2 separate regions of the Gossypium hirsutum genome follow, and region 2 is linked to region 1. A link is a contact called in public Hi-C data. All regions are on one chromosome and are shown on one strand. The core of a region is the stretch at or near the end of the contact, and the rest is flanking DNA. Distances in the headings are between cores, read along the strand shown. Region 1 holds the start of LOC107924092 (putative pre-16S rRNA nuclease). Region 2 holds the start of LOC107923952 (actin-related protein 2/3 complex subunit 5A).

The links. Hi-C and Micro-C count contacts between places; a contact is called where the count stands out from the background.
Region 2: a contact with region 1 is called in a Hi-C map of leaf, with 3 times the contacts expected there. The contact joins the promoter of LOC107923952 here to the promoter of LOC107924092 in region 1. A contact is called at or near these places in 2 of 34 Hi-C or Micro-C datasets (callus and leaf).

What each region holds. Positions count from the first base shown.
Region 1 is chrA12:76,713,690-76,720,539 of Gossypium_hirsutum_v2.1, forward strand. It overlaps LOC107924092 (putative pre-16S rRNA nuclease), which reads right to left and starts at 3,915. Exons shown (of 7, transcript XM_016854390.2): 1 at 3,574-3,915; 2 at 3,438-3,497; 3 at 3,240-3,352; 4 at 3,034-3,102; 5 at 2,382-2,433; 6 at 2,033-2,179; 7 at 804-998. The coding sequence starts at 3,861. The coding sequence ends at 2,042. It also overlaps the pseudogene LOC121211401.
Region 2 is chrA12:77,413,007-77,419,856 of Gossypium_hirsutum_v2.1, forward strand. LOC107923952 (actin-related protein 2/3 complex subunit 5A) reads right to left here and starts at 4,257. Exons shown (of 4, transcript XM_016854175.2): 1 at 4,022-4,257; 2 at 3,871-3,943; 3 at 3,664-3,764; 4 at 2,437-2,952. The coding sequence starts at 4,122. The coding sequence ends at 2,817. LOC121210874 (a long non-coding RNA gene) reads left to right here. Exons shown (of 3, transcript XR_005906143.1): 3 at 288-972.

The DNA.
Region 1 (6,850 bases), core at 2,665-5,164:
TTTACTTTCATACCGCATCAACAGCAGCCTCAGCTGGACCTCTGATAGTAACTAAAGTAGATTCAATCAAACGACAGTATCCTTGTTCGGGAGCTATTAAATGTGGTTGATAGCCATCAGCTTCCATCAGCTTCAGTAATGAGCTTCCTAATATTCTCCATTGATAGTTGCCTGTCAAATTGCAACCTTTTCAAAGCAGCAGGAAGTTGGTTGTCGAAAACATTGTAAACCTTATCACCACCAGTACGCCTGTGAACAATATTGAAAGTCAAGACAAAATCTCTAACAAAATTAGCAAAATTGAATGATGTTAAAGATAGGTGTATTAAGGAAGGTAAAACAAGACGTGATACATACACCCCATCCAAATGTTCTCTGAAATTTTGATAAAAAAGACAGCAAATCTCCATAATTGTGCACAACTTCCCCTGTATAAGCATCTCAATCATCAGTAATTCCTAAAGAGCTTATAACTAATAATCAACTGCAAGTGGAATAGCCAAAGAATTCCAAAATCCACACACAAGAGCACACTTACACCCGCATCAGCTGCAATAGGCTTTCCAAGGCGACTCAATTCGGTTTCAAGTTCAGCAATTGTTTTATTAATAAGGGACTGAATGCCAGGGATTCTAGACTTGATAACAGTTTCCAAATGCTGAGACATTAACCAGTATGACAAAGTTAATACAACTTAAGAAAAGATAGCATTAAACCCAGTATCATCTTGTCCTTTACAAGAAAGTATAGGATAAAAAGTACAAAAAAAAAGGAAAAAAAGAAATAAACGCCCTATAGATTACCTTTGAAAGCATCTTAGCAAGATGCTCAGAACCCATTCTATGAGCAAGATGCCTATATTCAAGCGTAGTAGAAAAATACTCACGCTCTGTACGTCGAGCAGCAATCATATCAACATTCTTGTTAATATTTGCTTGTGAGCGATTCACGACACCAACCCAAGGGAATTTCAGCCGATAAGATTTGCCTTCCAATATCTAAGTCAAAGGAAACATGAATCAGAACATGATAACGCCTAAGATGAATTGGAACACTGGAGATTTGCTTGGTTCGGCCAGTTTCTCTATCCGTCTCATCTTGAATCTCCTTCCTGATGGCAAAGGGGAACAGAAGAGGCAAAGGGTAAAACAGGGAGGGTAAAGTGAAGCAGCACCTAAACTGAGCAAAAGGGACGGATTAGAAATCGGTGGATTTCACCGATTAGGGCAGTAATGGATTACACCCGTAATAGCATTACCATGAACCAAACAACGGAATAAAGGGCGCTTAAGTGGGGCCCACCGATTAGCCAATACACCCAACCAAACATGGTGTAAATGCTTAAATTGGGACTTAGACTTAATCTTCTAGGGATTGATCATATATAAAAGGCAAATCTTTCAAAATGATTATATAAAGGTCAATCCTTCACAATAGTGTTCAAATGAAAGCTAAATCTTTCAAAATGATCAATTAAGGACTAAAATTTTTCAAAAATGCTCAAATAGAGACTTTTCAAATGTCATATTTTGAGTTTTAAATTATATTTTTTTTTGAAATAATATTTGATTCAACTATTACATGTGCGTTCTATTCTAATCGCATCATATTCCCCTAATTTTTATTACAAATTTGACCCTTATTTGAAGCAAACCTCTAAATGGTTCAGCAAAGCACTAATTTGAGCATTTAGCATTAATAATATACCCTTTCCTCTTTATCCTATCATAAGCCTCTTAAATTTGTAGTCAACACCTACATATTCAACTCTTTGAGTTAAATGGTATTATTTTTCATAAATATAAGAGAACTAAAAGGAAATCTGGGATCCTAATTGTTCATATGTCACCCCAAGTGCAAGATTTTAACATTTTCTGTTCTTGGTTCTTTCCAGTTTGGTTTAATGGAAAATTTTGCAGCAAAATCACTTAGGTAGACTAGGAGTTGCAATTGTTAAGCACTACTTCATATGCACTCTCAAATTCATATTCCCTAAACTCTAGATAAAACACAAGGATTTGGTTATCCTTACAAGGTATTATCAATCAACAAATTCTTCAGGTGAAAAATCGATGTCCAGTGGTGTACCCTTTCTGAGTTTTTCTTGCAAATCAATCTGTTTCGGCAAAACAATCTCAATGTCCTCACCGGAAATGGCAAAGTATCTCTCTAGTAATATCTGCAGTAAGAACAAAAAAAAAAAAAAAATAAATAATAATAATAATAATAAGAGGTATAAGAAGAAAATGAACGACATCAAAATTGAAATCCATGGTCTTCTTTACAAATTAAACCAAAAGTTCACTACAACCATGAATCACCATTGAAGAAGTATACTATTATCGTTTTTCAATCATAAAAAAGAGAAAAATGCTACAGACCACAGCAGCATATGCATCGGAGGTTTTTTGGCGTGCAGACTTGTTGAGACCCCTGAAAGACAAGTGAAAGAATTATGCTCCAGTTCAGACATCAAGAAGAAAAAATTTCAAAGATACAGAAATATCATGACCCAGAACGTTATGCCTTTGCAATTGTCCTCTTTTCATAACAAGTCGTAGGCATCAACAAACCTAACATGCTAGGCCATGTTGCAAGGCACCAACAGGTGCGTCTTCACAGATTTGAACTCGCGGCCTTACACACAAATGAGCAATACAACAGTCAATCAATTAGTATAGTGCATTCTTTTGCATGCAAAGGATCTATGTATATCCAAAAAGGACAATTTCGACATGCTAGGCCGGGTCATGAGGCACAATCTGCAATTGTCCTCTTCTCATAATCACAAATCTTCAATATAAGGACCCGACCTAGCACACTAGTCCACCTTGTGAGGCACAAACAGATGCGCGTGGCCTTACACACAAATGAGTGCACTCTGCAATATGACCAACACTCAATTAGTATAGTGGAGTGCATTCTTTGGCATGCAAAGGATCTATGTGTATCCAAAAGGGACAATTTTGGAGACACAGCCGTCAGAGTCGTGACTTGGACAGGAAATATCAAATTGGGGAAACTTATTTGTACAAGTTAATCATCCTGTAAGCAGCTTCTGATGATGTCCCATGTTCATCTTGTAGATACACTCTCCAACCCCTGAGTTTGAGTAAAGCAATTGAGACACACACACAAAAAAAAAAGTGATTTTTTATGCAAATTAAGACCAACCCAAATGGTTGAAGCAAATACGCAAACAGTTTGGACTTCAAGCGAGAAACATAAAAAAACATTACCTCTCGGCAGCTCGAACCGCTAGCCGTCCGGCAATACTACGAACTTTGTTCGATTGAGGGGTCTCCTTTCCATCCCAAGATTTAGGGATTCCAATTATAAATTCATCAACCTCCTACAATATATATAACTCTACCATTACACCGAAAATTTGCATTTAAAAAGCTTCGAATTAAAAGAGAGAAAGTAAATTTTTTAACCTCTCTTTCAGCCATGTCAAGCAGTTGTAGCTCAAGTTTTTGTCCTCTCAATTTCAAAACCTATAAAGATACAGAAACAGGGAAAACATCGAACAGGTAGTAAACTGAAAACCAAATTGAATGATGTTATTAGTACCGTGAGTGGACGAACGGAGAAACCTTTGCTAAGGGCAAGACCGGTACGTGATGAACCCAAATCCACGCCTAGGCTGAACCCTACTGTACATTGTGGATTGGTTTTACGGCGAAGGGCATTTGGGGGGAATTCTTGGAGAGACGACGACAAGGCATTGGGTTTCGGATTATAATTACGGATTAGGGTTGAGAAATAAGGAAGAAAAAATGGGGATTTTGAGAAGATTAGGTTAGGGTTGGTTTTAGATGGATTGAAAAATGGATGTGATTGCAATCGCGGTGAAGACATTGGAGATTGAGTGTCATACACTAAGCCCCCTAGCTTCCCTATCCAAGCAGAAAATTGTTGGGGGATTTTAAAACATGATCCCTCTATAACGAGTAAATTTAAGATTTACTATTTATACTTTAGTTGTTGCACTAGAGTCGAATTACATTTTGTCCCTTCTGCTAAAAATTGAATAAAGTAGTCCCTCTAAGTTAGATCAAAGAGTAAATTGGTTATTCTTTTAAAAATTTCATCAATTCCGATTGTTAAAAATTTATTCATGTACATCAACATGAGGTACATGTGACACGTCACGGTGTTATTATTTTGTTATTTTTTTAATCATGCCAATTTTTACTTTTTAATAGTAGTATTGAATCAATTTTTAACTAGAAATGACCAAATTACTCTTTGATCTAATGTACAATGATTAATTTGCCCATTTTTTAGTAAAGGAGGCAAAATGCAATTTGACACACAATATAGGGGCCTCTCTAGCATTTTTACCCAATAATTTGACATAATTTGGTTCCTATACATAATATCATTAGTTAGTAGAAATGCTAACTACTTGAACTAACTAATGTTATAGTAAAATTAAAGATAAAAGTACCGGGTAGGTCTTTTATTATAAGAATAAAATCAAATTAGCTCATATATTATTAAATAGATTAATTTAGTCCATATATTATTAAAAATAATAAACCATGATCGAATTTTAACATAATTAACATTTATAATTTAAAAAAATCATTTATTGTTTAAATTTTTTAAATTTTTTTATGGTTTTAAAAATGAAACATTTTGTTTAAATTTGAAATACAAATGAAAAACTAAAAATTTTTTGTGTCATTTTTAAAATATATGACAAAATTATGAGTTAAAGGATATGAGAGGTTTTTGTATTAGGGGACTGAATCAAATTAATTCTTTTATTATTAAATGGATCAATTTAGTTTATGTACTATCAAAAAGGATTAAATAAGTCCAAATTGTAAATGAGTTTAAATTTACTACATAAAAAATACCTTGAAAATTATTTTTTTCAATTGCAGTTCAATTCCAAACACAAAATTTCATTTATAGAACCATAAAAATTTTAAAAATATTAACTTTGTGAAATATTAAATGACGTTTTTTATGCAATAAACGTTAACTATATTCCAATTTAGCCTTGTTTGATTCCTTTTAATAGTAGAGGGACTAAATTGATCCATTTAATAGCATAAGGATTAATTTGATTAGATACCTATAATATAGGGACCTCTCAGGTATGTTCACCCAAAATTATGTTAAATTCATGCAAATTCACCCAGTTAAGGTGGGCTTCCTTGCTTTCCACATTAGAACCAATGGGCTCCATTGACGTCGAGTCGGCCGTCTCTTTAACCGGGTTATTTTGAAATACCACTTGGGCTTTTGGCGTGGACGTTGCCCTCCTACTAAGCCTTGTAGAGGGAAGAATGATAAAAACACCTTTCAAGTCCCTCTCAATTTTGATATTAAGCAAGTTGATCCCTTTCAAAAAAAATTGAAGTAATTTAAACTGTGAATTTCGAAAGTAAGCAACTAAGTACTATTAATTACTAGAATTCTACTTGTAAAATTAAAAGGCTTTATATGTGTTAAAACATGATCTATTAAAATATGTTTAGATCGAAATTTTATAAATTCTCCTTTTGATTGAGATATAAGGTTAAAATATGCTATAAGTTTTTGTACTCTTCACAAATTTAGAATTTAGTCTTTGTACTTTTTTTTTAGGAATTTAGTCTATCTACTTTCTGATATTCAAATCCAACTATTAACACAATTAAAATTATTTTGCTAAATTTAGATTTTTACAACTTCATTTTTTAATCACATGACTACTAAGTGAATATTTTTGTTAGAAGTTTTGTCTTATTTTAAAGCTCTAGTTTTTGTTCATTTGTATCAAACTTAAAGTTTTCTTATGTATGAGAAATTTCAATTGACAACGCACGCACACACACAAAAAAAAATAATCTTATTTTGACAAGGCACATATGGCTTCTTCTTTATTTGAATAATATTATTACATGTTCTGATTATATCTGCTATTTTTAATATAATGCCTAGAACTACCCATAGTCCCTCCCAACCCATAAATAGGAGGATAATGCGCTTCAACACACTTGAACTCATGTCTTCCTGTATTAACAACAATATACATGTCAATCAAGCTAATATTCCATCAACCATATATGAATATCTTTAAAATCAATCATGCTTTGGAATATAATATTCATAGTATGCTCCTCAGCACTAACTTGTATGAATGAATCACATAAAATTTCATTTCACCAAAAAAACTACCTAAATGGTAGATAATAAGCAACTTATCTTAATGAAAGTTGGTCCATTATATTCTTTATCTTAATCAAGTTCTTAGCTAATTGAGAGATCCAAGAAAAAATGCACCCTAAATTAAGGCCCTTGGTTTAATTGGATCACCAAATTGGAAAGCTTAACTTGTCAAGTCCATTGCGTAATGAGTAGGCGTGATCTAGCAAATTAGCAATGCCTAAGAATATTAAGAAACAAGATTTAGTCCTAGAATTTGGTGTTTTCTTTAATTTGGTCTCCAATTCTTTTTGTTCACACTAGTCTCGAAATTTGATAAATTTTATAATTTGATACATGAACTTAGACTCCGTTAATGTGTGATGATATGATATTTTGAGATTGTGTCATATTATTACTTGAAAATTTTAAAATATATATATAATTAGAGGCAAATCTAGGGGGGCTGGCAAGTGCCCGACCCCTCTAAAATATAAAATTGCTATTTAGGCCCTTAATTTTTTAAAATTTTAAATTAATAAAAGTAAAATTACACTTTTACCCCCTTAAAATTATAAAAATTTGATTTAATTTTTTAAAAATTAAAAAGATATACCCTATAAAAAATTAAAATTTCATCTAACCCTAAAAAATTGTTCTAGCTTCACCCCTGTATATAATACAAAAAAATTATATTATATTATAT
Region 2 (6,850 bases), core at 3,007-5,506, 700 kb after region 1:
TATTTGAACGAGTTGGAAAGAATGCTACAAACGGTTTTACCAAATGCAATGTTGAAGGCGAAACCTAATATTGAATCAAGGATTAGGTTACTTAAAAGGGAGTGGTCAATCGTCTACGACATGCTTAATGGCCAAAACAATAGCGGTTTTGGTTGGGACGAGCATAGGCAGCTCGTTGTTGCTGAAGATGCGGTTTGGGAGTCCTATTTAAAGGTAAGATTATTTCAAGTCTTTATTATATTATTTTTACCAAACTTACGACTAATATGATTTCCTCATTTTTTTAGAGTCACAAAGAAGCCGCCCAATTCAGATTTCGTACTTTCCCTTACTATGACCAGCTTACTACCATATACGCAAGAGATCGAGCAACTGGGAGAGATGCTCAAACAGCTGCTGATGTTCTTGAAGAAATACATGCTGATGATGAACGTACTACAGATATGAATGAAGAGAGAAACACATTCTATGACTGCGAAGCTGACGTCTCTTTAGATGACATGGATGTTTCTGGTACGGATCCGCGAGGAGATCGAGACCAAGGGGTTCCTCATCTTCAAACAAGAGAAAGAAGAAATCTGATGCTCGTGATAATGTGTTTTCTTCATTTAATGAGGCTGCCACTTTGTTCGGGGAGAAAATCCAGGCCGTTGGCGATCAAATCAGTAGGAGTTTTGCCTCCGAGGTGGTAGTTCAGCAGAAGTCAGAACAACATATGGAAGAGAGAGCTTCAAATTTATATTCAGCCTTATGGTCAATTGAAGGTTTAACCGACGATCAACGATATGATGCATTGAGTAAAATTCCCGACCATCCAACTCAAATGATCGTTTTCTTTAGTTTACCTTCAGTTGCCCGATTGGAATGGGTTAGGAGATTTCTTTCTTACCATTAAATATCAATGTTCAAACTTTTTGATGTTGTAAAACTATATAACATATGGATTTTAATGTACAATTTCATTTTCATCTAACCTTTTCTTAATATAAGTTAATTATGTTTATGCATAATATAATTCTCAAGTTATATATTGATTTTAGTAAATTCATATAAGAACATTTTATTATTAAGAATTTTATGAAATTATATATCACTATATAATTATATTTAATATTAATTATTTTAAATTGTATAAATTCATATACCCAAATTTTTATTATCAAGAATTTTATGAAATTATATATTATTATTAAATTATATGTAATAATTATTATTTTAAATTATACAAATTCATAAACTATAATCATATTAGTTATAATAATTTTAAATTTTATTAAATCATATATTTAATTAAATCATATTAGTTATAATCATATATTATGATTTGAGTAAATTCATATAAGAATATTAATTATTAAGAATTTTATTAAATTATATATTTTAATTATATTATATTTAATAATAATTATGTTATTTTATATTTTACAGTATCATATATTATGGTTTGAGTAAATTCATATAAGAATATTAATTATTAAGAATTTTATTAAATTATATATTTTAATTAAAATATATTTAATAATAATTATGTTTAAATATGATTAAATTATTTATTATTGATATTAATCTTATTAAAATTTAAATAAAATAATTTACCAAAACAAATTTCTGCTAATTATTAAGAATTTTATTAAATTATATATTTTAATTAAAATATATTAAATAATAATTATGTTTAAATATGATTAAATTATTTATTTTTGATAATAAATAATCTTATTAAAATTTAAATAACAATAACAATAATCATTTACCAAAACAAATTTATGCTAAGGGTATTCTGGTCATTTTAGTTTTCTCCATTATGCTATTACACCTCTATTACATTCAACCAAACACAGTTTTACTATTACGCCTCTATTCCATTACATTCAACCAAACAGTTGATTTGCTATTACACCTCTATTCCATTACACCTCTAATCCAATCCAATACACCTCTAATCCAATACAGCGAACCAAACGTGCTCTCAATGTGCTAATAACTGCATTAGCAAGTCTTCAATAATGCACTCAGTTTCAACAATGAGCAACTACTTCTCTTTTATCATCATTGGTCCCTACGAAACAACAGTTTCCACTCTATATCTCATGTCTACTCCCTCAGCTCAACTACACCTACTCAAGTTAAGATTTATTGAGTTCTAAATAAGTTTTTGGTTGATTGTCAGGCTATTTTTAGACATCTAGCAATCCACAGGCAAGAAACCAAAAAATATAACCAAGAAACAAAAAAAGAAAGGTAAAAGTACCAAAAAATTTTTTACTAGGAGTTGGATTGTATTTTACCAGTAGAAATGGATGAATCTTTAACAGAAATTGCCAATTTGCTCATTGATCTAACATATATGAATTAATTTGCCTATTTTTAGATAAAAGAGACAAAATACAATTTAACTTATAATACAAAAGCTTCATCGTACTTTTACCAATAAGGAACAGAAAATATGCTCATGTCTAGTATATATAACAATTACAGCTATCTATACTTTTTGAAGTCTTTTGCTTCATATTCGATCTCTCTTTTCATGCAAATTTCATAGCAACCCATAGGTAACAAGATTCTCAAATTAAGATAAAGAGGGAGGGAAAGGGAGAGGGACTGGAAGGTGGTGATAAGATTCTATACCTAAACACCTCCAATTACCCCAAGTAGAAAAGCCAGATAGGAGACCATATAACCCATGTGACCGCAACTCTGATCTGGAAATACGAATCATGGAAGAAAAGCTGTAACATAAAAGCTTCTAAAGCACTTCAATGATTTAAGAACAACAACACTTGAAAACATTTTCCAAAGTGAAGGGCCTATTGGAGTCAAATTGCATTCACAGTATCTGCAAGGGAACGAAGTATGCAGCCCAAACCAGCTCTCTCCGTCAGCTTCTCATGGATCCTAAGGCACTGATCACATGTGGGGCGATCTCCGGTTGACAATCCTCTATACAAATACCTGGAAATAACACAATAATCCTTGCTTATTATTATTTTGCAGTATCAAATACACAAATACTGAGCATGTGTACTTGTCAAGAAAGCAATTGTTTACTTTTACCAGAGCTATAACATTTCACTAGGCAATGTTCAGTAGCGGAACTCAAAGACCTAGTAAAGATAAAGTTTTGTAAGTGTCATCAGCTGAATGAACTTCTAGACCTTTACCAATATTCAATATTGAATATGATTAGTTCTGCAGAATTCAAATCTGATTTTCTTTTTCAACCTCAGGTTCCTACCATTCTAGCCAATATAAGATATCCTGTCACCAATACTCTGAGTTCGCAACAAAGACCAAACTCCTACAGAAAGAAGACTTTAAACCCAATAAACTGTTATATCTGTAATAAACCAAGTCCAAGTAACATTGTTCCCTACCAAACTCCTTATCAGAACAATTACAGTAAAAATGTTAAAAACCATAGCACCAGCACCAACTATGAAAATTCAGCTCTAAAGGGTATGAAATTGGACTCATATTATCAGCAATAAGAATGACAATAACATAAAGCTACAAACATGGAATATAAAATAATCTATTAGGAAGAGATCATAATACTAATATGCATAATTGAGAATAAAACTAGCTCGCCCTAATTTAAATTTTCTAATTTTGAGATACAATACAATCAAAACAAGGAATACCCAAAAAAAAAAAAAACCTCACTTCATAAGGATATCATAGTACTCAGGATCCAAAGAAGAGAACATTCCTTCGACATCTTTTATAGCCATTAGCGCTCTATGCACAACTATCCAATTCGCTGACTGCAAATCCCCAAATCCAAAATTAAAAAGAAAAGAAGAAGAAGAAATGCTTAATGTTTTATATAATTGAATAAAAAGAAATTGAACATTTTTTGGGGTCCAAAACCTTGCATCGCTCGTCACGTATCATATGAGAAGATCCCTCGAGCGCAGTTTTAAGAGCTTCAACGGGCTTATTCCTGAGATAGGAAGAAATTAATTTCAATTAATTAAGGGTTTTTTTCAAAAGAGATTTTAAATGGATTAAAAATACTTACTGTTTAAGTAAGCTCTCGATCTTCCTGGATTTGTGCTCGATTCTTGTTATTATGGCTTCCGCATTATCAGCTTCCACGAATTTCTCAGCTGCTGCCATCATCGCTAATTCACTAACTCCTCGGATCCAAAATCAGAGTTCCAGTAAGAAAGCCTTTTTGTCCTCCTAAACAGCGTCGTTTTAAACTTTCTACACGAAAGTAAATGGTTAAACTACACAGTTAGTCCACCAACTATTACTAATTTTTTTTAGTCATCTAATTATAAAAAGTTATAAAATCATCACCAAACTATTCGATTTTTTTTTTCACTTGCTTGTGGGAAGATGATGTGTCTAGGAGTGAGCGTTCGATCGAATCAAATGGAATAGAGTGAAAATTTTTGAGTTAATCTAACTGATGAATCCTATTTTATCATCTTAACTTGATTTGAAATTTTCTCAAATCGAGTTGAGTGAGATGGAATTCAAATTGAATATATTTTTCGAGTTAAATTTAAAAAATAACTTTGGATCCTTGTAGCCACTTTCACCCATCATAATTAAATTTGCTCACTGGAATTAAATTTGTTATTAACTTCCATCTCCTTATAATTTATTTATTAATCTTTAATGTACATAATAGCTTATTTGCTTGCTTAGTTGCTTCAATTATCTTCTAATTCTTCTCACATTGTATTTTGAAATTAAAAATATATATTAAAGGTAAAAAATGATTTTTTTAATAAAAGTTATTTTAAAGATAAAATGACAAATTGATACTTATAGAAAATTTTAACACCTATATTTTATGTCATAATCAATAATTTAATTTTAACGAAAATTGATAAAAATTCAACATTATTAAACAGTTTAATAATATAAATAATATAAAGTGTGGAATTTATTCAATAATATAAATAGTAGACATAAGTTCAAAAAAAATTTTGAGGTTTGGGAGAGGTAAAAGTTTTAGGAGAAAGCAAAAAAGAAAAAAAAATTGAGGGTTTGGAGAAGTAAAAGTTTTGAGAAAAAAATAAAAGAAAAATATTTTTAAGGGTTTGGGGAATAAAAGTTTCGGGGAAAATAAATGGAAAAATGTTTTTGGGAGTTTGCGAGGAAGTAATTTTTTTTTAGGAAAGTAAAAGTGTTTGGGGGGGGGGGTTGGATGAAGAGGAGAAGAATGATTTAATATTTGACTTATTCGAATTATTTGAGTTATTTGAATTCAAAAATTTAACTTAATTATAACTCAAAATTTGAAAAAGAAAGAGTTAATTAAAAATTTAATTTTTTTCGAGTTAAATTAAATTTTACTTACCCTAAATATGGTAGCTTTTAAAATTGACATAATAATAACCTTAACATTTATATATTATATTAATTTAGTTTTGATTCTAAAAAGTTTAACCTCAATCAAATTAAACTTGATTGATAACTCAAACTATTCAATCTCAAGCTTGACTAAATAATCATCAAATTGAATTCAAATATTGTTTAAATGAAATTCAAATAATTTATGAGTACCTTTGTTTTATTAACCTCTATTTAGACAGTTTATTTTGATATTTATTATGAAAAAAATAATTTAACAATGTTTTATTGTTTTTATTGAATTGGATTGGAATTGATACTAAATTAAATAGATTATATTATTTATAGGAAATTCAATCTAGTAAAATTTATAAATTTAAAAAATTTCAACTATAAATAATAAAAACAATCATATCTTAATTTTATAAATAAAAATTATAATAATATAACCAAAATTCAGAAATATTAAAAAAAAAACCACTTCATCCATTTACATGTTTTTTTAAATATATAAACATGAATTTTTAATCTCAAAATTGTTTCAAAAATCAAACATCCTTTATATCACCTTATTGTTAATTAACCAAAACTAATAGTAGAATTACTACAAACAAATCCAACTTAACACGCAAAGTATCACATACAATGGCTACTTTAGACACCGTTTAAGCACTATAAGCATCGTCTTTGCCGTTGTTCCAAAAAGCGCAAATACACACACAAAATCCTATGGTGAGGAGAACAAGGAAGACGATATTGACGGTCGCCTTTTTCCTTAACGACTGCTTCAAATTATCTGCCACAGCCGCCTTGCATGATTTGCAATTAAAACATAAACACTTTGGGATCGTTTTCCCATGTTTTGCAATCGGGATTGTCGAAAACTCCGCTCTCCTTCGTCCAGTTCGTCAGACCTCTATATGTAAACACGCACTCGTCCGGCAGTTTACAGCACCCGGACTGCAATGAATCATTTAATCACGAATTATATTTGAACAAAGCATGATTGTTTTGAAATTTATAATATGTTGGAACAAATTTCATGCAAGAGACGAATCAAAAAATGAAAATTTTGTAATTTATTACCTTAAAAAATGATGGAAATATGGGTGTGTGCGTTTAGGATTATTTAGAGGTCATCATGGCCGAGGGAAAGCAAAATTTGTTATCTCTTTTTCAGGTTGAAGCTCATTTTAAAAAAAAAAACTTAAAATTTTGTCTAAATTTCTCTCGATAAAATTGTTAGAATTTGAACTCGACTTGATTCGGTCATATTTAAATTTTGTATATTATTTTTTATATAAAAATAAAATAAATATAATATATCAAATACACTAAAAATATTAAAATAAATGTTTTCTAACAATTTAAAAATAAATTTTTAAAAAAATTATACTTAAATAACACTAAGATAGGTACAACTTAGCAAGCAAATGTATCTAAAATAATAAATAATAATAATAATAAACAAAAATTGTAGAATATCCAAATAATAACAACAATATAATAATAAAATAATGACAAAATGACAATAAAACAA